Regions from separate parts of the Mus musculus genome. Here regions 2, 3 and 4 are each linked to region 1. A link is a contact called in public Hi-C and promoter capture Hi-C data. All regions are on one chromosome and are shown on one strand. Each heading gives the region's core, a stretch centred on a gene start, on an enhancer-like site or on the middle of the called end of the contact. The rest is flanking DNA. Distances are from core to core; before and after follow the strand shown.

Region 1 (6,902 bases), core at 1,311-3,810:
AGACGACGCTTCTAGGTCATAGAACAGTTGAATATGGACTTCATTGTTCAAATTCTCTTTAAATACTCATATAGTCATTAAAACACACCCAGCGAGCCTGCTCCAAATGGCAATAATACCAGCATAACTCATAAGAGCCACAAACACGCCATAGTCTACCTCAGCCACTGCAGGAAAAACAAACAAACCCTACTGTCCGTGTCATTCATCTCAAGACGCTCAAACCAATGATATTGATGTATCTTTGACTTTGTGCCTCAGTTTTAACCATAAAGCATATATAGTTCTATAACCAACCTCCAGGACACATTATATTCTACTGACTAAACTTGCTGTTTGATTTAGACCCGCTAGTTGATTGTGAGAATTCCATAATTGTATGAGAAATTTGTTTTTAATAGGGAATACTTTGAACCAAGACAAAACTAAATCCATAAGTCAAACAGGTTTACCAACAATTAAATTATTTTTTTAACATAAAATTTGCTGAGCTACAAGAGGGAAAAGAAGACACCACAAAGAGTAAAACAACAACTTTAGGAAGCATCCTTGGTAGTGCAGAAATTTGGCAGTGTAAATTTTACTTTAGTAAAATGAACTGAACATACAGTTGACATGAGAAAACCACGCTTTCGGGGCAGTTTCTTTTGCACATAGAGACAGAGTGTGAGACAAGGAGGGCAGAAAGATATGGGCAGGCAGACGCTGACTTTTTGGCAAAGAGAAAAAAAAATCCTATTTAAGCTTCACCCTGAAATCTTTCTCAGCCTTCCCTTTCTCCACAGAACTCACATATTGCACTACAGCGGCAGGTGCTGTGATTATTTGAATGTTTTAAGAAATAACAAGCTATAGCAGGTACTAGCCTATCATAAACCTGGTGTGTAATAAGGTGGTCATAGAGTAAAGCTAGGCTGAGCACTTCTGGCTGATTAGAGACACCATATAACTTTCTCCTACAGAGAATAAGAAAGATAGAAAATAAGTCATTTCAGAGAATTGTGGGTCTTTAAAAAAAACTTCTCTGATTTAAGGAATTATTTGATACTGCAAATGTCAGATTAGAGGCAAGCTCAGCATATAGTGAGACTGAGGCTGACACAGGAAATTTAATAGGTAGCCCCATCTCGACTTAATAGATGAGCATAATTGATTATGGAGAAATGTTAATCTTGCCTCTCCAGTGCAGCCATTTCCATGTCAAGATTACTTTTTACACATACACACACACACACACACACACACACACACACACACGAAGAGGTGATTTTTGAGGAGAAGCTTCGTGTGTGTGTTCCTCATTTTTCAAGCTAAAGAAATTATAGACTTCAAATATATATATATATGTATATATATATATATATATATATATATATGTATATATGAATTGTAGAATTACAGCCAGCTAGGCACATAACTACCACAGAGTTAGAGGTGCTTCACTTTGTATTTTAGGACTCATTTAGCTATAGAAATGCTGTTTAGAAAGGGAAGGGAAAAAAATCACCACATGAATTGTAATTAATTTTACTGAGAGAATGAAGAGACAGGACAGCCGAATTGGGGATGGGGAGGAGCAAAAATATTTTTAAATGCCCTTCTTAAAGATGCTCAGCTGTCTTAACTCTAAGATTTAAAAGTCCTAAAATTAAAAGATACAACTCTATATGTTATTATTTTTAAAAACTCAGCCAAGCCCTTTACTGCAAATGTAAATCTATTTTAATGAGAATGGTGGCAAGCTTTATTTGACTGGTCAAAGTTAGGGGAAAACATTTGTCTTAATATGAAAAAAATATATATCCTCAGCTCCCAGGAATATGGTTTCCTTGCAGAAAGTGGTTGGCTAGTCTGTAATTCTTTACAGATTAAATCACAATATGAATACAGACCCCAGCAATTCCGAGTTTAACTCTGAGCTCAGTAGAATCCAGGATCCATTGAATTTCTCCTTTCCCTCAATCTAGTCGTGTGTGTTTTTCTCTTCCACCACACTGGAGCTCCGTGAATAGAGAAGGGGCTTCCATTGTGTCCCTCTGAACTTCCAAGTCAATGCAATTTTTAACCACTGGCTTGTGGTACTTTGAAAATCACCAGGGGCTGTCAGAGTTGGGTCCTCTGAAAAATTTACAGTGCTAAATCAGAGCATATGCTGGGAGGGAAAAAATTGCTTAAGATTGAAGTAAGTGCAGTATCTGTCTGCCCCCTAGTGTAAGAGTCCTTGCTGCCTAAAATCCAACTTTAAAAGAAAAGGAGCCCTTAAAGGGAAACGACTTGGGGCTCACGTAGGCATAGGAGAATGAAACTTCTGTACATTTTAATCTGAATAATTCTTCAGGATTGAAAATTATTTGGTTGTGGCTTGGTTGGACTGTGCTGGGATCTCGCTGCCTCTACGTTTCCGGAGTCTCTAGTGAAGAGATGATTTTTTTTTTTTTTGAAACTGGGTTTATGTGCGTCCCCCTCACCCCTCCTCTCTTTTTTCTTTCTGCCTCTGTCGTCTCTCTCGCTGGCTTTTTTTTTTTTTTTTTAATGAGGAACCGTTCCATGAACATTTTGCACAGAGCACAGAATTGCTTCTAAAGTCAGCCCGGCGCAGTTGCAATAGACAGCAAAAAGGTAAACGTTTGCCTGAAATCCGCACGCCAGCTTCACCACCCCGCCCGATGGTGAGTACCCTTCTCCTTGAGATTCTCCTAGCTTAACAGAGCGCTCTCCTTCCGGAACCGCGGCCGAGGGCGCCAGGCAAGGCTTTGGTCCCTGCCTGCCTGCCTGCTTGCCTGCCTGCATGTCAGCTGCACAAGGTTGCAAAATGAAGCGCAGAGGCAAATCGAACAGGAAATTCTGATACCCAAAGCCAGCCTAGCAGCCCCTTCGCTAGCAAACCTAGACAATCTGCTGCTTGGAAAACCAGGCATATAGGATTGGTTTTCAGTCAGTTCTATGGAAGGAAATGAGTTTGAGAAGACAGGACGAGGAGATGGGAGGCAACCGCAGTCTTTATGCTTCGGTTTAATCATATTTTGGCAGCTTTGCAATTGTATCCCCCCCTTCCACCTCTGCTACCACATACATGTAATAAAATATGGCAACGCACTGAATTGACTGCCCCCACCCTCCCCCAGACCCCTTCAACCACAGTCCGAGGCATTGCATACACGTTAGCAAAGCGATTTTCTGAAAAGCCCCAAGTCATCCCCAACCCCACACAGCACAAGGAGAAAAGTGAGAAAGAAGAGAAAGAGAAAAAAATACAGTAAGCAAACATACCAAAACCATATTTGCCTTGTTCAAGGTCCCAAACCGCTTGCATCTTCCTTCTAAACTGGAATAACTCTCCTTTAGTTTGGCGGGTGAAATAAATGCTTTGTTGGCCCCCTGAAAAGATGTGTCTTTGATAATTAAAGAGACTCTCCTCCTCGGTGTTTATCTAAGCGATTGTGCAAACTGATAAAAAAGTAGGCATTAGTCTGCAGGGAAAAAGAAAGGTGAAAGAAGAGATCTTCCACCTCAAGGAACTGCTTCCCTGTGTACCAGGCGCTCTCAGCCGTTGGAAAAGCCTGCACACTAACTTTAGAGAGAGAGAGACAGCTTCAGGGAGCTTTGTACATAGCTGCTGAGGAATGCAAGCCTCGCCTTTAAGAAAAAAAAACCCCAAACCGTAGGTAGGAGCTGTCTGGAGTGATCCTTGTCTCTCATCTGATGCCTTAGAAGGAAGAGTGCGTTGTTACACCTTGTTTGGGGCTGGAAAGAGGAGACTTTAAAAACACCCTTCCAATTGAAAAAAAAAAAAAAATCTCCCAACTTAATGAGTTTAGTCGGAGGCTGGAGCAACCCGGCTCAGTCTTAGCAGAAAACCGAAAACAACTATAGGCAATATTGCAAAGCAGGACAACCCCGAGGCACAGCCAAATTCCACCATTTGGGGTTGAGAGGGATGGAAGCTAATCCTAAAGCAAGTTGGGGGGGAAAAACCAGAGGGGGGGGGGAGCTGCAGCCTAAGACTGGCAGACACGGTCCTCTCACCCTGGATCAAAGATAGAACTTGAAACAGGAGGCCAACATTTTTTCCTAGGAATCAATTGGAATCCTCATTTTCTACTTTTAACTCAAGTCCCCCCTCCCCAATGATTTTTCTTCCTCTCCCCTGTGGATTAGTGCCTCCCTCCCCTTTCTACTGTCCATTCTAGAACTTTCCTGAAGAGGAAATCTATTTCTTTTGGGAGGAGGGGTTCCCCTATTTCATGCCTTTAAATAATGAATACTTAATTCACCCCTCCCCTTATCAATTCCCCCAAACGAGTAAAAGAAGCAGAGATACAATAACTGGCAAAACTTGAGAGCAGACTGAGCTGTCTCTTGCAGTTTAGTACAGTTTGAACTAATGGATTTTTGTTGTTGTTGTTGTTTTGTTTTGTTTTAAGAGGAGAAGAATGGGGAAACATGAATCTTTTATTTTAGGAAACTGTTATGGTAAGATGTATGTCAGACTTGACAAATGGAACGAACGCTCTTCACTGCTTCTTGTCCCTGTCTTAAACAGGAATTAAGTTAAACACAGTGCTGAATGTTAATTACATGTTTACTGGCTAATGAAAATTACAAATGGTTTTGCCACCTCAAACAATGATGAAACTCTGAAGACACTGTAATTATATACTTTGAGGGAAATAACTCAGAATATTGATCATAAGAAGTGTAAATCTTTTTTAAACTATTCATTAATACCATAAATATGGGCTACAGAAGTTTTTCCTTGCGGTTTGTCTCATCAGTTACAAAGAGTGGATAGCTGGTGGGACTCCTCCGAAGAGGAGGTGCACTCTGTCTCTTAGAAGGAGGCCACGTGTGTAATTCAGTAATGCCCCCTCCCTTCTGCCCCGCCCCCTTCATCCTAGTTGAAGGTCGAGGGATCTCCAACAGGGAGGCCGGGCTCTGGGCAGGTGAAGGTGATCTAAATCCGGGCCTCTCTCCTCCCCTTCTCTGGCCCTCTCCTCTCCTCTCCCGCCTCCTTTTCTTTTCATGCCAGGTCTGATCGATGACCACCTTCCCCAGCCTGGGCGCCTGGGATAACCTAATGAAAGACCAATTAGACCTGGCAACTCATCGCCACCCAGCTCCCTCCTTCAGAGGTGACTAGGGCATTCATTGCCAGAGAAGGTGGGGGGTAGCGATAGGGATGGAGGTGGCTGTTGTACCAGAAAGGTGGCTCAGACGCTGAACTAGAACTGGGCTTTGGAGTAATTATTTTGTGGTCATTTTCTTCCAACTTTGGTCAAATTTAGAACACTGGTAGCCATTCCAATCTTGAGGGTCAAAGGTGAGAGATGCACTAACCCTAAAAGGCAGGCCCGCCTGACCGAAAGGCCAAATCGGGCAGGGGCATGGGGTTAGGGTGAGGGGTGGCAAAATTCCATGGCTCCTCCAGGGTGGGGCCGGGGTGGGGGCTGAGAGCTGGTATGCAGGAGTCCATCACCAAGTGCAGGTTTAAAGTGAAATATTGAAGATTTAAAAACAAGTGTTCAAGGGTTGTGAGACTGGAGTCCTCCTTCTCCCTGTGAATTCCCAAGGCTCTGGTCTTTGTCTTAGAAGGAATGGAGTTTCTGAATGGTGTGAAAAGGACAGAGAGGGTCGCTTCCAATCGATTTTACTTGTCCTTTCTGCCTTTTCGGATCAACGCCCTTCAATGGACACAGAGGTGCTCTTTCAACCAAAAACTTGTGCTACATTTTCTGCCTGTATTGGTGCTAAATACAATAAGCGTCGGGCAGATTTTCTTCTCTTTGCTCTCCAAAGCCAAAAAAAAAAAAAAATCATCCAACCAAACCCCCCACCCTAATTAAATTGTTTTATGTGGACAGTCAAGACAGAGCAATTAAGTATGCATTAGTATAAAGATAGACTCTGCAGATATGGCGTTTTAGAAAGCCATGGTTATGACAACAGCGAGGGTATTAAGATATGGGGAGGGGTGCAAAGACACAGCCCAGTTGCATCTTCTTCTCTGGGCCCCAGGGGAATGCAAAGGCCCAGGCCTCAGGTGAGGGGAAAACAGGTCAGCTAACAACAGGTGGGTGGGTGGTAGCAGTTGAAGACTTGTAGACCCGAACCCCCAAGCTTAAGAGCAGAGGAGCTCCCCCTAACCCCCATCCCCAGGAATGGCTGGATAGTCCTCAGTGACGAAAATCAACTCTGGTAATTTAGCAGTCCCAGGTGGCGAGAGTCCTAGGACAAGGTGAAGCCCTGCAGTGTCCTACTCTGCATCGAGCTCACTTCCCGGGGTCCCCCCTCCCGCCCCGGTCAAGGTGGGACTATGTAATCATGAAGTTGTGTGAGCACGCCCAGGGTAAGCGCTGCCACCGTAGCTACCTAGACCTCAGCCCTCTAGCTGCCGAGAGTAGGCCCCCTCTCAACAATTCACAACTAAGCGCCTTTTTGCTTCTAAGGAAAGGGGCGTCTGGTGGAGAAGAAAGTCAAGTTCCCACCCGACGACCTGCGCGGTCCGACTGGCAGCAGGAACAAGATGCTGGAGGAACAGAAAGAGCGGGAGGGGTCGCAGAAAGGGTGCGGGGGGGGGGGGCAGATCTCTAGCGCAGCAGCAGCTCTCCACCTCTTTTCGGCCTTAGGAGGCGTGGGCGGGCGAGGAGCTTCGTGCCCCGAAGGGGACGACCCTCAAAGCAGGGGCTGGGGCCTCCCTGCGTGGCTACGCAGGACTCTGATAGGTGGTCCTGGGCCACAGGGTAGCTAGCGCGTCTCACGAGCTCCGGAAAGGGCTCTGAGGTGTCCCGCGCGCCCTAGGGAAGGAATGGGGGAGGTGTGGAGGAGATAGTGGCAATGTGGGCAAGTGACTGAATGTCAAAAGTAAAAAGGTTGAAAAGGCAATTTTCCTGACGCGCTTTGCC
Region 2 (6,902 bases), core at 2,329-4,828, 1.7 Mb before region 1:
TTCAATGCAATCCCCATCAAAAATTCCAACTCAGTTCTTCAATGAATTAGAAAGGGCAATCGGCAGATTCATCTGGAATAACAAAAAACCTAGGATAGCAAAAACTCTTCTCAAGGATAAAAGAACCTCTGGTGGAATCACCATGTCTGACCTAAAGCTGTACTATGGAGCAATTGTCATTAAAAACTGCATGGAATTGGTATAGTGACAGAGAAGTAAACTAATGGAACAGAATTGAAGATCCAGAGATGAACCCACACACCTATGGTCACTTGATCTTTGACAAGGGAGCTAAAACAATCCAATGGAAAAAAGACAGCATTTTCAACAAATGGTGCTGGCACAACTGGCAGTTATCATGTAGAAGAATTCGAATTGATCCATTCCTATCTCCTTGTACTAAGGTCAAATCTAAGTGGATTAAGGAACTCCACATAAAACCAGAGACACTGAAACTTATAGAGGAGAAAGTAGGGGAAAGCCTTGAAGATATGGGTACAGGGGAAAAATTCCTGAATAGAACAGCAATGGCTTGTGCTGTAAGATCAAGAATCGATAAATGGGACCTCATAAAGTTGCAAAGCTTCTGCAAGGCAAAAGACACCGTCAATAAGACAAAAAGACCACCAACAGATTGGGAAAGGATCTTTACCTATCCTAAATCAGATAGGGGACTAATAACCAATATATATAAAGAACTCAAGAAGGTGGACACCAGAAAATCAAATAACCCCATTAAAAAATAGGGCTCAGGGCTGAACAAAGAATTCTCACCTGAGGAATACCGAATGGTAGAGAAGCCCCTGAAAAAAAATGTTCAACATCCTTAATCATCAGGGAAATGCAAATCAAAACAACCCTGAGATTCCACCTCACACCAGTCAGAATGGCTAAGATCAAAAATTCAGGTGACAGCAGATGCTGGCGAGGATGTGGAGAAAGAGGAACACTCCTCCATTGTTGGTGGGATTGCAAGCTTGTACAACCACTCTGAAAATCAGTCTGGCGGTTCCTCAGAAAATTGGACATAGTACTACTGGAGGATCCTGCAATACCTCTCCTGGGCATATATCCAGAAGATGCCCCAACTGGTAAGAAGGACACATGCTCCACTATGTTCATAGCAGCCTTATTTATAATAGCCAGAAGCTGGAAAGAACCCAGATGCCCCTCAACAGAGGAATGGATACAGAAAATATGGTACATTTACACAATGGAGTACTACTCAGCTATTAAAAAGAATGAATTTATGAAATTCCTAGGCAAATGGATGTACCTAGAGGGCATCATCCTGAGTGAGGTAACCCAATCACAAAAGAACTTGCACAATATGTACTCACTGATAAGTTGATATTAGCCCAGAAATTTAGAATACCCAAACTATAAGGTACAGTTTGCTAAATGCATGAAACTCAAGAAGAGTGAAGACGAAAGTGTGGACACTTTGTCCCTTCTTAGAATTGGGAACAAAACACCCATGGAAGGAGTTACAGAGACAAAGTTTGGAGCTGAGACGAAAGTATGGACCATCTAGAGACTGCCATATCCAGGGATCCATCCCATAATCAGCTTCCAAACGCTGACACCATTGCATACACCAGCAAGATTTTGCTGAAAGGTCCCAGATAGAGCTGTCTCTTGTGAGACTATGCCGGGGCCTAGCAAACACAGAAGTGGATGCTCACAGTCAGCTATTGGATGGATCACAGGGCCCCCAACGGAGGAGCCTGAGAAATTACCCAAGGAGCTAAAGGGATCTGCAACCCTATAGGTGGAACAACATTATGAACTAACCAGTACCCCGGAGCTCTTGACTCTAACTGCATATGTATCAAAAGATGGCCTAGTCAGCCATCACTGGAAAGAGAGGCTCATTGGACTTGCAAACTTTATATGCCCCAGTACAGGGGAATGTCAGGGCCAAAACGTGGGAGTGGGTGGGTAGGGGAATGGGGGGGGTATGGGGGACTTTTGGGATAGCATTGGAAATGTAAATGAGGAAAATACCTAATAAAATATTTTTTTTAAAAAAGAACACTTACAGCTCTTGCAGAGGACTAGGGTTTCATTCCTAGAAACCACATGGCAACTCACAATCATGTATAACTCCAGTTGCAGGGGTCCAATTCCTCTTCTGATCTCTGTGGGCTCCTGCACATAAATATGCAGAGACATACATGCATAAAAAGATATATAAACTTCCATAGAATTTCTGGGATAGAATCACTGCATAAATACTTACACCCCCTCCTCTGAAATTAGCACAGCTCTTGGACAGTTCATGATCCTGCTATCTTGGAACTCCCCAGTGGGACTGAGTTCCAGTTGCTGAGAACAGTAATTAACCCTACACGCACGACAGTCGTCAGTGTGCTCTCTCCTCTTCCCTGTCTCATCTTTGTGCTCCATGAGAGTGTTTAGGGTGTGAGATTTTGGCCTATTATGGCATGAACTGTGCTTGTTTCTCTTATTATATGTTGAAGCATAAGTCTCAGTGTTCAAGAATGCTACCCCATTTGGAGACAAGGTTATTGAAGAGGCAATGAAGTTCAGATGAGATCCCGGGGAAGTGTGTGATTTTGCCCCAGGTCTGGAGCTCTTATGACAACCTCAGTGTAGACATAAATACGGGGGAAGAGGACAAGAGAAGACATGGGGAAGCCAGAGAGCTAAATGTTTGTGTGAAGGGCATTAGAAGAAACCAGCCTTGCTGATACCTTGCCCAACAACTAAAGCTTGGACTTCGGCTTTCCAGTTCTATGAGACAGTAATTTTTTTTGTGAATAAATCATACAATCTGTGGTGCTTTGTTATGGCAACTATAGCAAATGAATTCTGATTTACCACCGAATAAAAATAGCTTTGCTTGACTCCTGGCCTGCTAAAATAGGAACGAGGCCAAGAAGATGGCTTTTCCATTTGTCCTCTCAACTTGTTGGAAGGGAAGGCTTTGCTGTCTTTTTAAACCGTTTAGAAAGAGGAATTCCATAAAAATAACTTGAAGATGGTTTTGTATCAATATCCTTACTCCTTCTGGCCCCAAACCTTGCTCCCCCTAGAAGGCCTGCAGAGGACCCTTGAGCTCTCAGATTTAGCAATACTTTCTGGCTCATCTGGCCCTAGAAGAACATCGGCCTGAGTGTGGTACTTTGGCTGACTTATGTATAGCAAGCAGGCCTTGGTGCTGCCTCCCAGAGACTGTATACTGGCCATAGCAGTGTCTCATCTGGTCCCTGGGGCTATTTATGTAATGTTACATTAAGGATAGCAGATGAGTAGAACCCATTTAAAATTCTACCACTTATTCTTTCATTCCTGAGGGAGGTCAGAGTCCATTAAAAGAGAACAAAGTATGTGAACTTGGAGATCTGCAAAAAGATTAAGAGGGTAATGCTTGAGAAGAAGAACCCTGACCTCACCAATTGCAAGGGACTGTGGGTATGTTGGTATCCAGAGGCATGAACCACAGTAAGCAGGGGAGGAGGGGTTGTGGGATGCTGGGGGCCTTGAGAGTACCTAAGGTAAGTAGTGCGAATGAGCTCTTCAGGGAGCACACTCAGAATTGTGGCATGCTAATGTCTGTGGGCTGGGAAGATTTATCGTGGCTAAGTGGCTTGCAGTGCTTGGAGACAGATGCATCCCTCTTTCAGCAATGCGGCCAGATCATCTGTTTTGCTTTCTTCATAAATATGTCTCCCTGCATGTCGACCGGGAGAGATTTGGAAATAAAACAAAAAGGCATTTTCTATGGGGCATGGGAAACCTTAATTTATCACCAGCTTTTCCACCAAATGAAAACAATTTGCTTTTTTGTCTTCAAAGACTGCTGAACAAATGTTTCAAAAACTGCAGTAGATTATTGCAATTAGTGTGCCCACTTTTTAAGAACTTACCCATAGATGGACAGGTGTTCTGAAAATGTTTTCATACATTGGTCTCTGTAAAGGTGGAAGGAATGTGGAGCTGCCTTGGAAGGGTTTCCTGTGCTCTTGGTCTTTTTTACATAAAGGTGTAGACTTTCTTCAGCTGGTTTAGTTGCTACCCTTTGGAGCTGGGCTTGGGGTGAGTGTCCGGGTGGCCTCTGAGAGGATGCTGAGAAATGCACACATTCCCAGTGCCCATCAGTGTGATGGTGACATTGTTGTACAGTTCATTAAGCAAAGCCCACCTTCTTTCGGTCAGGCTACTGAGGGGCTACTTTCTCATTCGCTGCTCTGTCTTCCCCAAGAAGAGACACTTAGCTGAGCACTGGATATTGAGCTCACAGGGAGATTACACGCCCCCCCCCATTCTCTAAAAATCTGAGTCAAGCTTGTGGCTTATATGTAATAAGTGTATAACAATTTGAGGCAAATTTTTGGCGCTAAATGTGGTTTCCGTTTTCTCTTTGACTTTTGTTTCAAACGTTAGTTTGCCTTATGATGTGTAATCATGCACTCCCCACCCCAACATGATGGAGAAGATGCTTTGACATGTCTGAATTTCTCTTCAAGATCAAGGTGCTCATGGCCCGGGGTCAAGGGGTACTTCCTGCTGATTATTCCAGAATGTCACTCTCCAAAAATTGTTCTGTCCTTGAGTCTTTAAGAGACAATCTCACCCACTCCAGGCCTTGTATTCTCCCTGGTGGCAGCCTGCACATAGAGAATGCTGGATTGGGAGGTGCTAGGGTCTGGCAACCATGTCTCCAGGACAGTGGCTCTCTTAATACATCTTGTGGTGGTCACCAAACCATAAATTATTTTGTTGCTACTTCATGACTGTAATTTTGCCACTGTTACAAATAGTAATTTAAATAGCTGATATATGGGATAGCTGATATGCAATCTCTAAAAAGATAGTGTCCTACAGGCTGAGAACCACTGCTATAGGACATGGAATATCATTCAGGACAACTGAACCTCTGAGCTCCCTATAGGGAATCCTGAGAACTCTCATAGCTCTCCTGTGACCTCTCAAAACCTTCACTCTCTAGCTCAAAGTTTGTGTGTGTGTGTGTGTGTGTGTGTGTGTGTGTGTGTGTGTCAGACTCAACCAGCAGTCATTGGTGCCAGCAGAAGGATGTCAAAACAGATTCTAAAACAGGAATTTAAATAGGAGGCCCACCAGTCAGCTGGGAGCACAACCCTTAGCTCAAGGTAGATGGAGTCCTTATTGCCCCAGGCACGGGCAAATGCTGTATTAAAATTGTCACAGGTGGGAGCTAGGCTAGTATTTCAGAGAAAAGAATGCTTGGTGGACACAGTGTTTAAGGCATTTACAGGTGTGGTGGAAGTTTAAATTTTTTTTAGCTGTTGATGGAGCTATCAATACATGGGAAAGGAGACAATGAAAGGCAGATGGTGATTAAGTACTTAGAGATAAGGGTGAGAATGACCGAGCTTCCGGGGCAGCTTTTAAGGGGAATTATCTGGTGCAGCTGAAAGGCAGAAAAATTTCTGGATTACATCAGGGACTTAATTGTGATAGCAGGAGACCATGGATGTGCCCCGGAAGGAACATTTTTCAGACTTGAGCCAGTTATCTGACTGGAACCCAAGAGATTCCAGGAGGAGATGGGTTTCCAGGAAGAAAGACGTTGTTATAGCATAACGGGTACATGGGGGTGGCTTATTTTCAGAGTGCTCCACAAAAGCGCTATGGCTGTGTACTCAAGAATGACAAACCCAAAAGAGGGGACCTTTACCTAAGTACCTAGGTTCTCTGCTGCGGTATGAAGCACCTGAGACTGGGTGAGGTATATTTAAAAAGCTTACTTACTCTTCAATTTTGGAGGTGAAAGTCCAAGATTGAGTAGCCTGTTCTGTCTCTGATGAGGGCTTCCCAGCCATGCCACACAGTGTTGTGAATTCTGTCATGGTAAGGGTACGTATAGGAGGGGGAGGGAATCACATGGTGAGAGGGAGAAGTGACTACTCTTTTTATAACATGTTACCTGCCAGGGAACTAACTAATTCCTATGGGGACAATGGAGAGGGTCTGGGTAAGTTTTGGGCAGTGTTCCTAAATCAGTCTCCAAATGGCAGGGTTTCTCTTTAAGGTAAAGTGGATCCGTCTGACATTTAAGAAGAGAAAGGTTGCAGCTTGTTCATCTGTCAACAGGGCGATGGTGTTGCCCTCCTGACTCATGTCTTGAGTAGCAGGCATGACGTCAGTACAAAGCAAGAGCTCCTGTGGGAGGGAGATGGCAGGTAGTCAGGTATCATGAGCTGCTCTAGGATCTGATCAGAACTATTTGGCAGGAAAGGCTCTCTGTATCTGCAGTGTCCAAAGCCAACGATACATTTTCTCCATGTATCATTAGTGTGATGGTAACATCCTTTGATAGCAAAGATTGCAATGCTGGATTCTTGCATCTTAAGCAATCACAGTAAGTGCAAGAGTCTACAGCTGCATGGAGGACAGAGTCTTATCAGGTTCCTACCTATTTCCTTCATAGATGTGATGTCTATCCTTGGTTTTCAACTTGTCTGCTTCGAAGTTAACTAAAGCCCAAGCAACATGGAGAAAGAAATCTTTCTGTCTCTCTCCCATTTCCCTGCTTGCCCCTGGCTCTCACTGGCAGGAACAAATCCATTCTTTCACTGGAATTAGAAGCCACTTCTCAGGGACTCAGGCATACACTGAAGATCAGCTGAGACATGCAGCCTCGTGTGCTGAACAACTACTGGATTCTTGGACTTTCTGTTGGTAAACAGTTATTGTTGGATGAGCTGGACCGCAGCCTGTAAGCCACTTAATACACACAAACACACACACACACACACACACACACACAAATACATATACCCCCAAATGTATGTATATGAATACATATATGTATTTGTATGTATGTATGTATATGTGTATATATACACACATATATACACATACACACACATATATACATACATACAAATGTA
Region 3 (6,902 bases), core at 1,479-3,978, 1.2 Mb after region 1:
GGCTAGCCTCATCCAATAGACCCAGGTCCTAAACTAAAGAAAAAAGAAAATGGAGCAGAGCACCCTCTGCCTCCTGACTTTGGATACAGTATGACCATCTTCCTCATGCTCCTACCACCATGCCTTGTTGTGATAGTCTCCACTGTCAACTCTGTGAGATTACCAGGAAGATGGCTCTCCAGTGAGAATTGTCCTTATTAGGTTGATTGAAATGAAAGGATCTGCTCACTGAATGTGGCCTCATTCCCTGAGCTGATATCCTGGCTAGTACTTTTTAAAAATGAAACTAATAGGAGGGTTGCATCATCACCCGGTGCTACATGGTATTGGATAAAGTAGGCTTCTGTTGCCATGACAACTCCACCATGATGGACTGTATCCTAGAACTGAGGGTCAAAAATAAAGCCTTCACTTGCTCGTTACTTTTGTCAGTTTTTATGTCATACATAGCAGTGAGAAAAACAGCTAATGTAATCGCTCTGAGATTGTCACCTACTCTCCTAGTACTTTGAAATAGCTAGGTCCGATAAATCACCAGAGGCCAAATGTCCTTATCTGTTCACAACATTAACAGCCCCAGTACATGAGGATGTCACATGAGGATTCACTAATGAGAGTTTGCAAAGCAAACTGTTGCAACACTCCAGCTCGAGCCTCCATAATGGCCATTTCAACGTGTCTAATAGGGCTTTCAGTGGTTTCTGAAAGGAGAGAAATGGTAGAAATAAGCTTACGTGTCACATTGCCAGCTTGTTGGAAGGTTAGTTTTGCTAGAGTGGATTCTACAGAATGCAAGTTTAGGAACTGGGAGAGAAACGAGTTCCCAGACCTACTCATGGTTTCTACCGGCATGTTAAAGATTGATAAATGTCCCCAAATCAGGAAAGGCTGTTTGGTCAAATGATTTGAAAAACCAGGCTTGAGTATATTTGACACTAAAGGAGCTGAATAATAACTTTCGGTTTTGCTACGATCACATTTCTAAATATGTCCATAGAGCAAGAGTTAATACCATCTAGTTGTTAGACCATATTTTTCTTTTGCATAACAACTAGTATTGGCTTTATTTTGTTTGATGAATGCACACTGCACCCAATAGCAACAACTTACAGACCCTAGATTTTATTTTTCCCATTTAAATCCCTTTGTAATGTATAAAATATCATTCTTGCTTCTTAAGGCAATAGGTACAAACTTGCTTGATATTATCCATGCATTCCCCCGTTATTATTTTTTTCTTCAGTATAAAACCATCCACACTATTTGATAAAAATTCAAAGAAAGGCATTCTACATGCAAATTTGGGGTATAGACATTCTCTTAGCTTTACTTAATTTATCTTAATTTTAATTTTATATGCATACATATGTATCTATGTGAGTATGTATCTTATGTGTGATGGGGTCACAGAACCTAGAGGAGGGTATCAGGTGCCCCTGAAGCTGGAAAGCATTTAATTACGAGCTACTTGGCATGACGCTGGGAACGGGCTTGGGTGGTCTGCAAGAGCAGCCATCTCTCCTAGCTATTGAGTCATTTCAACAGTGCTTCCCACTCCAGGTTGATGATTTTAACTGAGAGAGGTTTTTCTTTTTTTCTTTCAACCACACAAATATGTCCTTTAGTATAATAGATTTAAGAAAAGAAGACATTTCTTACTTCTGTGGAACGTTGGTTGTTCTTTAAATTGTGAACTTAAAATTCTGTTCTATTTTACCGTGAATATGGATATATTATTTACATTTTGAATGGGCCAGATCTCATAAGAAACCCTGACATGTTTCCATGAGCATTCCTCACCCTGAGTACAAACCTTTCTAGGATACCAGGAGAAACTGATTGGAACAATGATGTTTCAGGAGCCAGAGTAATAATTACTTGGTGTTTGTTTCACCAAGAAAACTAGGAAAGGCTGACCCTTGCTTTAAAACCTGTTGTGGAGTAGTAAAGGACCCTGCTCCCAAAGACATGTAAATCTGGAGGCCAACAGGCTCGGTTTGTTTGTTTGTTTGTTTGTTTGTTTTTTCACCTTGGAGATTTATACATCAGATCACTATTTGCTTTGATAGATGTTTAAAAGAAATAAGTTACTCTGCTCATTCCAAGAAGTTTATGGACTTGTGTGGTACAGAAAGTTACTCATGCTGGAGATACACGTCCTACACATCCTAGTCTACAACATAGAAAAGAATAAAGCACAGTCTCTCTCTCTCTCTCTCTCTCTCTCTCTCTATATATATATATATATATATATATATATATATATATATATATGGCTACATTGTGTGACAAAATGGTAGCTGTCATAATGTGCCAGTTAACATGTCCAGTGCGAGCTGATCGTTGAGTGTCCCCTGGGAAAAGAAGACAGAAACATGACAAAGAACAAAGACCGTGGATCGATAATGCTTGGGGAAATAAGACAGGGAAGGTTATTTACTCACATTGATCTGTGGCTGCCGTGCCGTAAACTCAGCCTGTTTTTCTTTTGTTAACCTTTAAGCCTGAGTATACTCGAGGCAACCAGGGAGCCAACTAACAGGTGTAGATTAAGGATCGAAGGAGGTCACCGTACCTCTGTCACCACCAGGCACCCATGTAACAACATCCCTGAAGAAATTTAAACATCGATAGCCATAATAAGGGCAAATTTATCAAGCCCAGCCAGCTTGAGCTGGGAGCCCGCCTGCGTTCAGTCCATTTGCCCTTGCGAAAGCTCAATTGATTTGGACATTCTTTTACTAGAGTTGATTATCAATTGTGACATAGCAAATTTGTTACCTTCCAAGTGCTGAGCATATCCTGGCCATTGGAGCATCTGAAGTGAAAACACCTGGCCTTCAGTTACCCCCTCACCAGTGAAAGGATGAGGCAGCGTCCAGCTTTCCAGAGCACCAGAGAAGTCTGTCCTCAGGACAGAATGGGATTCTTCTGAAGAGGAAAAATCTGGGGGGTGGAGGAGAAGGTGATGTTTTCCTGCGACCCGAGAAGACACATTGATAAGAAATACACGTCTGATTGGAATCCCCACTTGTAAGTTACATCATATAATGTTCATACATGCTGCTCTCTTTACCAGGGACCAACAGTATCATTCCATCCCCATTGACCAGAGCCAGACCCAAAGATTTAAACACAGTGAGGAAATTCCATACAGTACCATGTATGGTTATTTCTTCTCCCTTGATGCTGTATAAAACTCCCCATTTCCTAATTTCTTTGTTATTCTCTATTGGATAACACACTATTTCCTCTTTGTGTTTTTTGAGGTTGGGTCTTGTATAGGTTAGGCTGGTCTTCAACTCACTATGCAACTGAAGAGAATCTTGAACATCTATTTCTCAAGCACTGGGTTTATAGGCATGCATCATCCTGCTAGGCTGACATAGCTTACTCTTTGCAGAAGAGTTGGTTTGCACATTGGGGTGTTCACTGAATTAACTACCACAATATTGACTGAACAAAAGTAGCTGGTATATGAATGCATAAGTATATGAAACATCACAAGAATCTAGAGATAGGTAATAATTCTAAACTGAGGGATTAATAAGGAGTGTCAGTTTCAGTCAGAGCCTGCACATTGCTGGTCCTTATTCTGTAAATAGATTATATTGGGGGTGTATTCCAATTCTGCTCTCTCTCTCCCCACCTTTCCATCTCCTCCTCTTTCCCTCTCCTCTTTCCTCCTCCCAGTTTAACTATGTCCCTATTTCCCTCTTCTCTTCATCATGCAGAGAACCCACCAATCCGTCACTGATGGTTCCAACAAGCTACAGACACTTACACTCTAGTCTGCCCCACGAGGGTTGTCTACCAGACAACATTCTGTTAAGAATTTTAGCATCTGTATTCTTGAGGGATAGTAATCTATTTTCTTTTGTACTTTGTGTATCAGAACACCACTTAGTTATTTTTATTTTATGTATGAGTATCTGCATGTACACCTGCATGCCAGAAGTGGGCCCAATATTTCACTATAGATGGTTGTGAGCCACCATGTGGTTGCTGGTAATTGAACTCAGGACCTCTGGGAGGGCAGCCAGTGCTCTTACCCACTGAGCCATCTCTCCAGCCCCAGTATTTTTATAAAAGACAGACTTCAGCAGCACACTAGCTGACTGTCCTTTCACTGAGCCTTCTCTCTGTAGTGCTATTGGAGGACTCGGAGTTTCTCATGCAGAACAAATACCCTTTTGGAAGCTGGAAGCTGGACATGGTGGTGGACACTTGTAATCACAGTAATTGTTACCCAGGGGATCATGGAGCTTGAGAACAGCTTGGGTACATAGTACAGTCTTATGTCCAAAAAGTATATCTCACTGGCTATGCACAATTAATATAAACAAGGCAGTTATTACTGCCTTGCTGAACTGAGTCTGGAGACCAATGCTGGTCACCCAGCTCAGAACTGGATAGCTCAGACAGAAATTACGTCTTCTCGATGCAAAGCTTGTATTCTTTGGACATTGTTTCTCTGTTTCTATCTCTGTCTTTGTCTATTTCTCTCTCTGTCTGTCTGTCTGCCTTTCTCTCTCTCTTAAACCCATAGTCAAATAGTACTAAATAAAAATAAAGAATATGAAATTATATGAGGAAAATCATGGCTTATTTTGTCAGAGACTGGAACTGAGGAAGCAGAGAACACGCATCCAAAACATGACCCCCCACCCCCACCACTGCACACCTTTTTCCAGAGCAGCGACTCACATTTACACTCCCAGAAGACTCATAATACAGAAGGGAGACCATGCTTAGGAAACTACTCAGACCTTATCCTCCAGTGGCCCCCAAAGAATAAATGCTTTAGCAAGCTGCATCCACGCCAGCTTTACAACCATCAGCAAGTGCTTCTTACCTTGGATAAGGTAGGGCCTGGAGTCGCTATGAAGTGACAGTGATCTGTGGCAGATGCTCTGGAGTACACAGAGGCTTCATGTTACTGAGGCCATTGCAGCCCCGTCTGCTCGCCTAAACCCCACCTCTGCCTCTGTAGCCAGCTCTGTGTGCTGTATGCCTCATTAAGGCCTACAGTAGCCTCACTGTGGTGTCTGCAAAACAGCTGTCTCCCAAGCAATGAATCCTGTCCTAAAACACATTATTTCCCCAGCCCACTCTTTCCAGGCCTGTTATCCACATCAGAAAACCAGGGTAAATTAACAACTCCAAACACCTTCATAATGACCACTAATTGGTGTCTGGGCTGATGAGGGCTTAAGGAACTGGAATGGGGCCTTCAGAACAGATCCCATTCTCCTGCCAACTGAGGTCCCCCCGGGCAACAGGGTGTGTGGGTTCCTGGAAAGGAGGGGCTCTGGACATTCCAGTGCTGCATGATCTGCCTCCTGCATACATTAGCCACGGGATTGTCAGACATGAACCCATCACCAACAGATGACAAAGTAGCTCTTGATCTCTTCAGCTCCATCCCCGTGCTTCTTTATTTTCCTCTTTTGCATCGTCCCTCCTTCCCTCCTGGGGACAGAAACCATAGCCTTTCACATGATAGTCAAGAATGTTTCCACCAAGCTAAATCCTCTACCCCAAGCATAAATTGTCTCTACACAATCTAACATGCCAAGATGGAGAAACAGGGAGACAAGTAAGAGTATTTCTAGACAGTCTCCGGGCAGAACATACAATCTAAGAATTTCTTTACATGCGTATCCATGACAGACTTCCTCTTAGGATTTAAGGGCCTAATCTAGTCACCATGAAGCTCCTCTCATTGCCATATTCTCCTTCCTTGGTAGAGGAGGCATGGGAGAAAACATGGATATTGGCTATTATCATATCACCAAATACAGATGATTTTGTTTGACTTTATAAAAAAATCCTCAACAGAAGAAGTAGAGAATGCGAATATTATGATAAAAGTTGATAATTAAAGGTGAATAGTAGATTAGGGAGATGGCACAAGATGTACAGTGTTCATTATACAAGTGTGAGGACCTGAGGTCAAATGCCCAGATCATACATAAAAATCATACACACACAGACATTGTACCCATATACAACACACACACACACACACACACACACACACACACTCTTGTGTGCACACACGCACAAAACTTTCTTTATAAAGTAAAGAGAGGGAAGTATCCTCACAAGAAATGCTGTTTAAATCACACACATAAAAAGCAAATAAGAAGTAGGCCAGGTGAGAAAAGAGAGGAAGAGAAAAAAAAATCCCAGAGATGCAAAAAGGAGCGTTCTGCATTGGAGAATCTGAACAAAATGTTATAATGGTTGAGACTGTAGAGTCTTTACACCCTCATGAGATGTGCGTCTCTCTGGCCATGGTAGGGTATTATCCCTTGAGCCATAAGAACTGAGGGCATATTGAAGTTGTTTGATGATATAATACAATTATTTGTGAAGAGGACTTTATGCTTCTATTTGGAAGCCGGAACTTGGTAATAAAGAAGCTAAGAGGATAGAATAGGAAATAGGAGAATAACCACTAATAGATAATGAAGCTAGCAATGCAGAGGCTATACAGTCCACACATGCTGTGTGGATGCATACTAAAGAATAGTACTTTTACAGAGATAGGAGACAAAGATAAGTGATTAAAGTTATATGCATAGGTTTATGAATTTACCTGGATATAGTTAACAATCTTTAAAACAAAAAGGTATGATAGTCACAATAAGGAATTAAAAGCTAATACACAGTAAATCAGAAGACAGGATTAACAAGATTAATATATCAGATACGTCAAAAACAAAATGGACTCTTCCAGAATGCAAATAAAAGGGTCTGAGAAAAGTACTAAGCACAAGAAGTGGCCTCAGGAAATGCTGATGATGGTCTTCTATGTTAGTCAGCTTACTATCACTCTAATGTAATGCCAGAGGGAATCAACAAATAAATTTATCACACTTTTAGAGTTTTCTTAC
Region 4 (6,902 bases), core at 2,776-5,275, 1.1 Mb before region 1:
ATATTTTATCACTACAGAAATTAAACTAAAACAGATGGTCATTAATGTTTTAAAGTGTGGTCACAAAAGTTCTCATATTTCTTTTGAGTAGAATCTGGGGAAAAATAAGTAAGAAAAAGGGCTGTAAAGATATGAGATAGAGTAATGTAAAATATGCCAGACAGAAGTGAATCTAATATGGTTAGGAATCTAGTTCAGGGAAGTTAGCAGAGACAAAGGTTTGAAACTAGAAAATGAAGTCAGTGAAGAAGTGTGAATCAGCTAACCTGAAATCCTGGAGAAAATGTCTGTATAGATCTGGGTCTTTGCTTTGGGTGATGGGAAGCCTGTTTGGAAAGCACCAAGATGATAAGTGATAGGAATTAACTAGTGATCTTTAGAAAGGAACACAACAATATCAGCCCAGAGTAAGACAGAAAGAATGCTGGCTAGCTTTGACTCTTCCTATCTTTCTTTCTTTCTTTCTTTCTTTCTTTCTTTCTTTCTTTCTTTCTTTCTTTCTTTCTTTCTTTCTTTCTTTCTTCCTTCCTTTCTTTCTTTCTTTCTTTCTTTTTGTCAGAACCTGAGCAAGGAATTATTTGAGACTTGCTCTTTGATAGTAGCAGTGGAGGTACTGGAAGTAATATAATTCTGAAAAATGTTGATAGTTGTTAGTAGTGTTAAAGAAGTGTATTAGTCAGGGTTCTCTAGAGTCACAGAACTTATGGACAGTCTCTAGATAGTAAAGGAATTTATTGATGACTTACAGTCGGCAGCCCAATTCCCAACAATGGTTCAGTCGCAGCTGTGAATGGAAGTCCAAGGATCTAGCAGTTACTCAGTCTCACGCAGCAAGCAGGTGAAGGAGCAAGAGCTAGACTCCCTTCTTCCAATGTCCTTATATTGTCTCCAGCAGAAGGTGTAGCCCAGATTAAAGGTGTGTTCCTTAAACTCGGAGATTCAATCTTCTGGAATCCATAGCCACTATGGCTCAAGATCTCCAAACCAAGATCCAGATAAGGATCTCCAAGCCTCCAGATAAGGGTCACTGGTGAGCCTTCCAATTCCGGATTGTAGTTCATTCCAAATATAGTCAAGTTGACAACCAGGAATAGCCACTACAATCCACCCCTTGTCAACAAATGAATGAATGAATAAAGGACTAAATAAATGCATTGAGAGAGAGGAGGGGAAGAAAGATTGAGACTCACCAACAAAGCTAACAGCACAAAGATCATTAATCCCTTTAGTAACTCATATTTGTTTGTTTGTTTGTTCGTTTTTTCTTTAATGTAATTTTCCAGGGATCTGGGAATGGAAGCCTGCATTTAAAATGCCACCATCAGAAATAGGACTTCTAAGAACTTATTCTATAAAGCAGAGAATGGCAATATGGACCTTATACATGAAACTTTATCAGAAGATAACCAGATGTGCAACATTCATCATTTCTTTGGTGCTCCATTGGGAGACATAAATAGGAACAACAGAGATCGTATGGCCATCATATTTTGAAGTTGTCATTTACATTCCACCTTTAGAAAACAATTGCCAAACCCCACTCTAGAAAATGGAGGAGAGATTGGATAATGTCTAGAGGGTGACTTGGCAGCAAGAAAGACTAATTTTTATGATAGAAGATATTGCAAATTAAAATAAGGGGGATTTTTCCTGAGGAAGAAATAATGAATACTACTTCACAGTGAGAGGTCAGTCCTAACACATTTCATTTAATCTGGCCTTTCAAGAGGGTCTAGACTCTAGGTGACCATAGAAGAATGAACATAAAGTAAGGGAGGATATAGAAGTTCAGATGCAAGCACATGGGTATTATAGTCATAGTCACTACCATCTGATTGTTTGAACTGCTTTTATACATGAGAGAAACAAGATCACCAGTAGAATGCACTTGATGTTCCACCTTACAGAGCCAAATGAATGGAAAATAGTCATGATGAGAGCAGAAGATGGCAGGCAGTACCAGGTCTTACATTTTAAAATTATTCCCTGTGTAGAACAGCTAGGGTACAGGCTCTGATGTGATCATAGAGTTTTATCAGACTTGGTTTGGATTTTTCATAATAACTCTGACAGGAGAAAGAGGACCAACAACTAAAAATTTCATATGAAAGAGTCTAGGTTCTGTAGCCCTCAAATGTGGCTGAAAATCTTCCCAGGGAACTCACTGAAATACAGTTTCTTGTGGTTCATCTTCACAACTTGTGAGTTCTAAGAAATGTATTCCATGGGTTCTAACTTCTAATAATCTCCTCGGTAATCCTAAAACAGGTTCTCGCCCGTCCTAACGCTGGTTACCTGTAATTCATGCTGTGGTGATCTTCAACCGTAAAACTATTTTTGTTGCTTCTTCATAACTGTGTTTTTACTTTTGCTATGAATCTTAACCTAAATATTTGTTTTTTTTCTGATAGTCTTAAGCAAACCCTGTGAAAGGGTCATTCAAATCTCAAATATGTTAGAACCCATAGTTTAAGAACATCTGTCCTAAAACTATTAGTAAGAAAGGCTTATTTGCAAAAATATCACTGCCAATCAAGTCTGGTTATATAAGGAAATTAAGAAGTGCAGTGTGATGGACCTTGGAAGGGAGAAAGAATGATGTGATATAAGATCCATGAGGTATGAGAAGAAGAATGAGAAATAAGGCTTAGAGGTAATCTAGATGAACATATGGATGCGGTATAAAATGTTGGTATGATAGGTTCTACTGTATTTCCACACCAATGGGAGACTAAGTTAGATAGTGTAAAATGAGGTCTCTGGAAGTGAAATTCTAAAGGAAGAATGAATCTTGGTTTTATTAATATGCCCCAATATTATTGAGTATGGAGACACAGGAACTACCTATAATTTGATTGTACTAGAGATGTATAAATTGACAGTGATCAGTTAGGCATAAAGAGTCTACCCATACTACCACCAGGCTAATTACCAGATGCAAGAGAGGTGCAGAAGTGAATATAGCTGACACATAAAAGGACAATGAAAAAGGATTCTTACAAGGTGAGCTTCTTGAAGGTGGAGTAGAAATGTGTGTGTGTGTGTGTGTGTGTGTGTGTGTGTGTGTGTGTGTGTGTGTGTGTTTGTGAAAGGAATTTTGTTAAGGATGAATTAGAAGGGGCTCATAGAAAGGGTAGGGAGTGTAAAAATAGGTGGATGCTTTCATTGAGTTGGATAATGTAATGTGCTTAAATTTCTTAATAATACAAGGAAGAACAGAAGGCCTAGAGGACTCTTCTCTTTTCTGTGTCAATGGCAATTATTTTTGTGTTGAGAAAGGTCATGTAGGGTATGTGACTCTGTATGATACTTGGTATGCTTAATCCCTTCCTTCTCACTCAATAAACCACAGGCTCCTGCCATATCTCTGTCTTGTCTCCATTTATTGTGGAGCACACTGTTCCTAGTGTCAAGTATTGTTCTACAGGCAGGAAGTATAGGTGTACATCAGATGGCTATATTCTCTCTCCTTATAAAATTTATATACACTGATGTACTACATTATCAGTAATCCATAAATAATCCAAATAGTAACAATGTCCATGGTCAAAATCATATTGTGAAAATTGCAATAGAATGGATAATGATTTGGGAAGAGAACTCCTGTCTTGGAAACTGACATTTAATGGGAAAAACGGGATTCAGGAAGAAAGAACTGAGTGGATGGTATTGAGGTTACACCTGAAGAAGAAATACTCAGAACAAAGTGCATGCTGTAGTCAAATGGGTCTGGTTATAGACCAAGAAGGAGGTCAGAATGCTAGGATAATGTGCATGGTGATGTAAGCAATATGAAGGTAGAAATGGACAAGGCCAGCCAGGCATACTGCTCTCAGAAGACAGAAAATGAATGAAATGAACTTACTCTTTATTTCAACAGGCTTCCTAGGTAATATGTGAAACTATCTCCTTGGAATGAAACAAAATAGAGTTGAATTTTGTGAATACTGCAATTTAAGCAGATGTGTCCTAGTTTTTCTAGTGATGGGAGTGGATGTTCCCATGGAGAGGCCAGTCTCGCTAAAATCAGTTCAGGAGCATGTGGTACCCACAGCTGTGAGTCACATTGTCATGCTGCATCCAGTTCACGAGGCTGTGACTCATCAAAGTTTCACTTTCTGCTTTCTAAAAAATATTCCTTCTGTAATTAGATTTTTTTTTATCTGTCTAGTCTGAGTCTGATAAGAGCCTCTTTTAATGTGGCAGATTCTAAGAGCAGTGTTTGCTTTCACATAAACCAGAGTCTTCGCTAGTTAAGACTTTTTTTTGTTGACTTTCACATCTATTACATGGAGTTTCACCTACGTATAATATTCCTAACAGCCAAACTCATTTTTTTTTAAATACAGAGCATAACCTATTTGCTGCCTCTAGGTCAAATAATTTAACTTAACAAGTAATAGGCAGTGCACCTTTGACTGTTGGAGATACAAACTTTTAAATTAGTTTCCAGAGCCCTGCTCAGAGTAGTGAGTGCTGAAGGTGGCGCTTGAATACGTCCTAACTTTCCCCCCACGCCACAATTTCCATTTTCTAAAAATTTGGTTTCAGGTTTAAATGTCAAGAAAGGCAAAGAATATAGCTATGAGTAATGACTTCAGTGTTTTAAAGAATGGAACACAATGTCTGCCTGCTACTTACCCAGAATCAGAAAAAAGTGATAGTTGTTTGCCTCTTTCCCACAATAATTTAAGTTTAATAAATATAATTTTATTATGTATTTATCATTTGTGTTTTCTGGCATTATCTCATGTGGAATATTGAAACATAAAGGTCAGTGAGGCTCAGGAGTTAAGACAGATTAACACTCCTGTAGAAGACCTGAGTTTCGTTCCTAGTATCCATCTCAGGCAACTCATTACCATTTGTATCCCCATTGGGATCCAGTGCCTGTGTATTCAACAGTCTCCTGTGCTCACATTCATATATCCACACACAGACACACACACATATGTCATATGTATTGTTAAAAATAACAAAAAACATACTAACTATTATGTTTATAAATATAGGAGATAAAACCCTTAAGGAAGCTGTGTAAAGACTGATATCAATATGAAAATGTATTAAAAAAACTCTATAAGAAAAATATAATTGCTGTTAAAGTAACAGAGTTTATATCAGCAAAAGAAACTTTAAGATGAAATTTGGTATTTGTCTCTAAAAATAAATCATTTGCTCAGGAAAGTTCAGTTATGGCTTCTGATAAGACCATGAAATATTTCCTTTGGTTTCTTCTCAAGAAGATTCCTATATAACAGCAATCCACATTTAAGCCTTTCCAAAAAGGACACCTTGCAAGGACAAATATTGTGCCCTGGTTTGCTTTCAATCATTAGTGTTTTTAAGGTTAGTAGCCATCAAGGAGCCCGAAGACAAGGCTATTTTCCAAAGAGAAAAACAAAGTCCTTTGCTTACCTGCACCTATCAAATGAATGGGACCAGAAGCAAAGGACTCTGAGATCAGCTCCCCCATGACGCCTTTGTGAGCAACCCCTTTGAGACTCCAAAGGCTAGTGATGGCTTTGGCATCTCAGATTTCTCTTTAAGCTATTTTTATTTCACTCATTTCCATCCATCAGGAAAGTTTTCCATGATCTCTGAAGTTTGACTATCATTTCTAGACATTTATCACACTTTTAAAATTATGTAGTTTAGCTTCTATAGTGAATGCCTATCCATTTACATCCATAGTGACCCTACTTCTGTTGAATGAGCCCTGATAATTACAATTCATTAAAGTTGACTATATGTACAGAATCTTAAAGATTGAATGGTTTCTTTGGAATGAGTAGAGATAATGGTATTAGAGAAATTACTGGTACTAATGAATGTGACACTGATAGTCTGTGGTGTGAAGTGGCAAATTATTAGATTAGTATTTATAATCATCTGGAATTAAAGATTCAGAAGAGCAAATACTTTTGGCAAATGTCTGACACAGTGTTTGGGAAAAAAGAGGAATAATGACTATATAGTACCTTGAATATTTTAGGGGGAAACATACGACTTCATTAAAGAAAGTAAGTACAAAGTTCTAAATTCCTGACTGGAATTTTGGCCATGGTAGTATATGCTTGTAATTGCAAAGGTTGGGTGGGTGAGATTGGAGGAGAAAGAGTTCAAGTTCAACTCATTCGACATGGAAAGTTTGAGGCAAACCTGGGTTACACGGCCAGAAAACGCTAGAGAGGGAAGATTTCTGATGTGAATGATTCTTTGAGACCAGAGTTAGGAGTAGGAAATACTGCTGTAGAACTAAGCACTTAAAGATGGGCTATTTGAATGACAGAGACCATAAAGGGACTATGAAACACAAGCAACAAGAGAGTGCTGCAACGTGCAACCTAATGAAAACAGACATCAGAATGTTTTGACTCTCAGAAAACATTGGTTTTCACTAAATTGCCATGGCGTGTCTAGAACAGAAGTGAATGAAGGCCTTCAGTAGTATTCCATATTGGCATACCCAGTAAAGCCTTAGGCTTGTTAGCAGTACAACTGAAATCACCTTCTTTAAGGACTGTAGTTCCTCAATTACTTTAAGTAGATCAGCAATCCAACCCAAAGAGGAAGGAACCTTGAGCTATATCAGCAATTTTTGATAATATTGTGTCTTATGGTCTCATAAGAGACAAATACCTACTGAACAGATGGATTGTGCACAGAGGTGGGGGGAAGCATTTCCAGGGATTAGTTGATACTGGTTCTGATGCTATTAGTTGTAGAATGGCCCCTCCTTACCCCACCCCACCCCCACATTATTCTTTTAGACATTTAAGGGTTTATAGATGCAAAGCAGTTAATTAGTGGAAATAATTTTCAGGTTAATCTGAAATTATTAACTAGGTCTTTCAATTTGGCCTATGGCAATGAGGTTTAATTTTAAGCACTTTGATAAT

Evidence for each region. Promoter capture Hi-C pulls out the DNA fragments that hold promoters and counts their contacts. A called contact is a pair of places that touch in the nucleus more often than the background predicts.
Region 2: a contact with region 1 is called in a Hi-C map of uterus, with 3 times the contacts expected there. The contact joins the enhancer-like site here to the promoter of B130024G19Rik in region 1. A contact is called at or near these places in 2 of 39 promoter capture datasets (hippocampal neurons and pre-B cells), 3 of 484 Hi-C or Micro-C datasets (all in uterus) and 1 of 9 other capture datasets (embryonic stem cells).
Region 3: a contact with region 1 is called in a promoter capture Hi-C map of liver, with 5 times the contacts expected there. The contact joins the enhancer-like site here to the promoter of B130024G19Rik in region 1. A contact is called at or near these places in 6 of 39 promoter capture datasets (frontonasal cranial neural crest, hippocampal neurons, liver and 2 more), 1 of 484 Hi-C or Micro-C datasets (liver), 4 of 115 datasets of contacts at active chromatin or transcription factors (differentiating embryonic stem cells, embryonic limb bud, neural tube and 1 more) and 2 of 9 other capture datasets (adipose tissue and liver).
Region 4: a contact with region 1 is called in a Hi-C map of adipose-derived mesenchymal stem cells, with 4 times the contacts expected there. The contact joins the enhancer-like site here to the promoter of B130024G19Rik in region 1. A contact is called at or near these places in 2 of 39 promoter capture datasets (the 3T3-L1 cell line and hippocampal neurons), 3 of 484 Hi-C or Micro-C datasets (adipose-derived mesenchymal stem cells, cerebral cortex and cortical neurons) and 2 of 115 datasets of contacts at active chromatin or transcription factors (the NIH/3T3 cell line and forebrain).

What each region holds. Positions count from the first base shown.
Region 1 is chr7:70,362,823-70,369,724 of GRCm38.p6, forward strand. It overlaps B130024G19Rik (RIKEN cDNA B130024G19 gene), which reads left to right and starts at 2,561. Exons shown (of 11, transcript NR_045850.1): 1 at 2,561-2,669. It also overlaps a transcript of Nr2f2 not described here.
Region 2 is chr7:68,629,188-68,636,089 of GRCm38.p6, forward strand. No RefSeq gene overlaps it. Among named protein-coding and RNA genes, the nearest start is that of Arrdc4, 120 kb to the right of the region's middle. Within about 2 kb of position 3,579, at least 2 of the 459 cell types and tissues checked have an H3K27ac peak or open chromatin away from gene starts, as enhancers often do. A contact at or near this core is called in uterus, where this site is marked.
Region 3 is chr7:71,541,798-71,548,699 of GRCm38.p6, forward strand. No RefSeq gene overlaps it. Among named protein-coding and RNA genes, the nearest start is that of Gm44689, 160 kb to the right of the region's middle. Within about 2 kb of position 2,729, at least 5 of the 459 cell types and tissues checked have an H3K27ac peak or open chromatin away from gene starts, as enhancers often do. A contact at or near this core is called in liver, where this site is marked.
Region 4 is chr7:69,229,451-69,236,352 of GRCm38.p6, forward strand. No RefSeq gene overlaps it. Among named protein-coding and RNA genes, the nearest start is that of Gm34838, 170 kb to the right of the region's middle. Within about 2 kb of position 4,026, at least 18 of the 459 cell types and tissues checked have an H3K27ac peak or open chromatin away from gene starts, as enhancers often do. A contact at or near this core is called in adipose-derived mesenchymal stem cells, where this site is marked.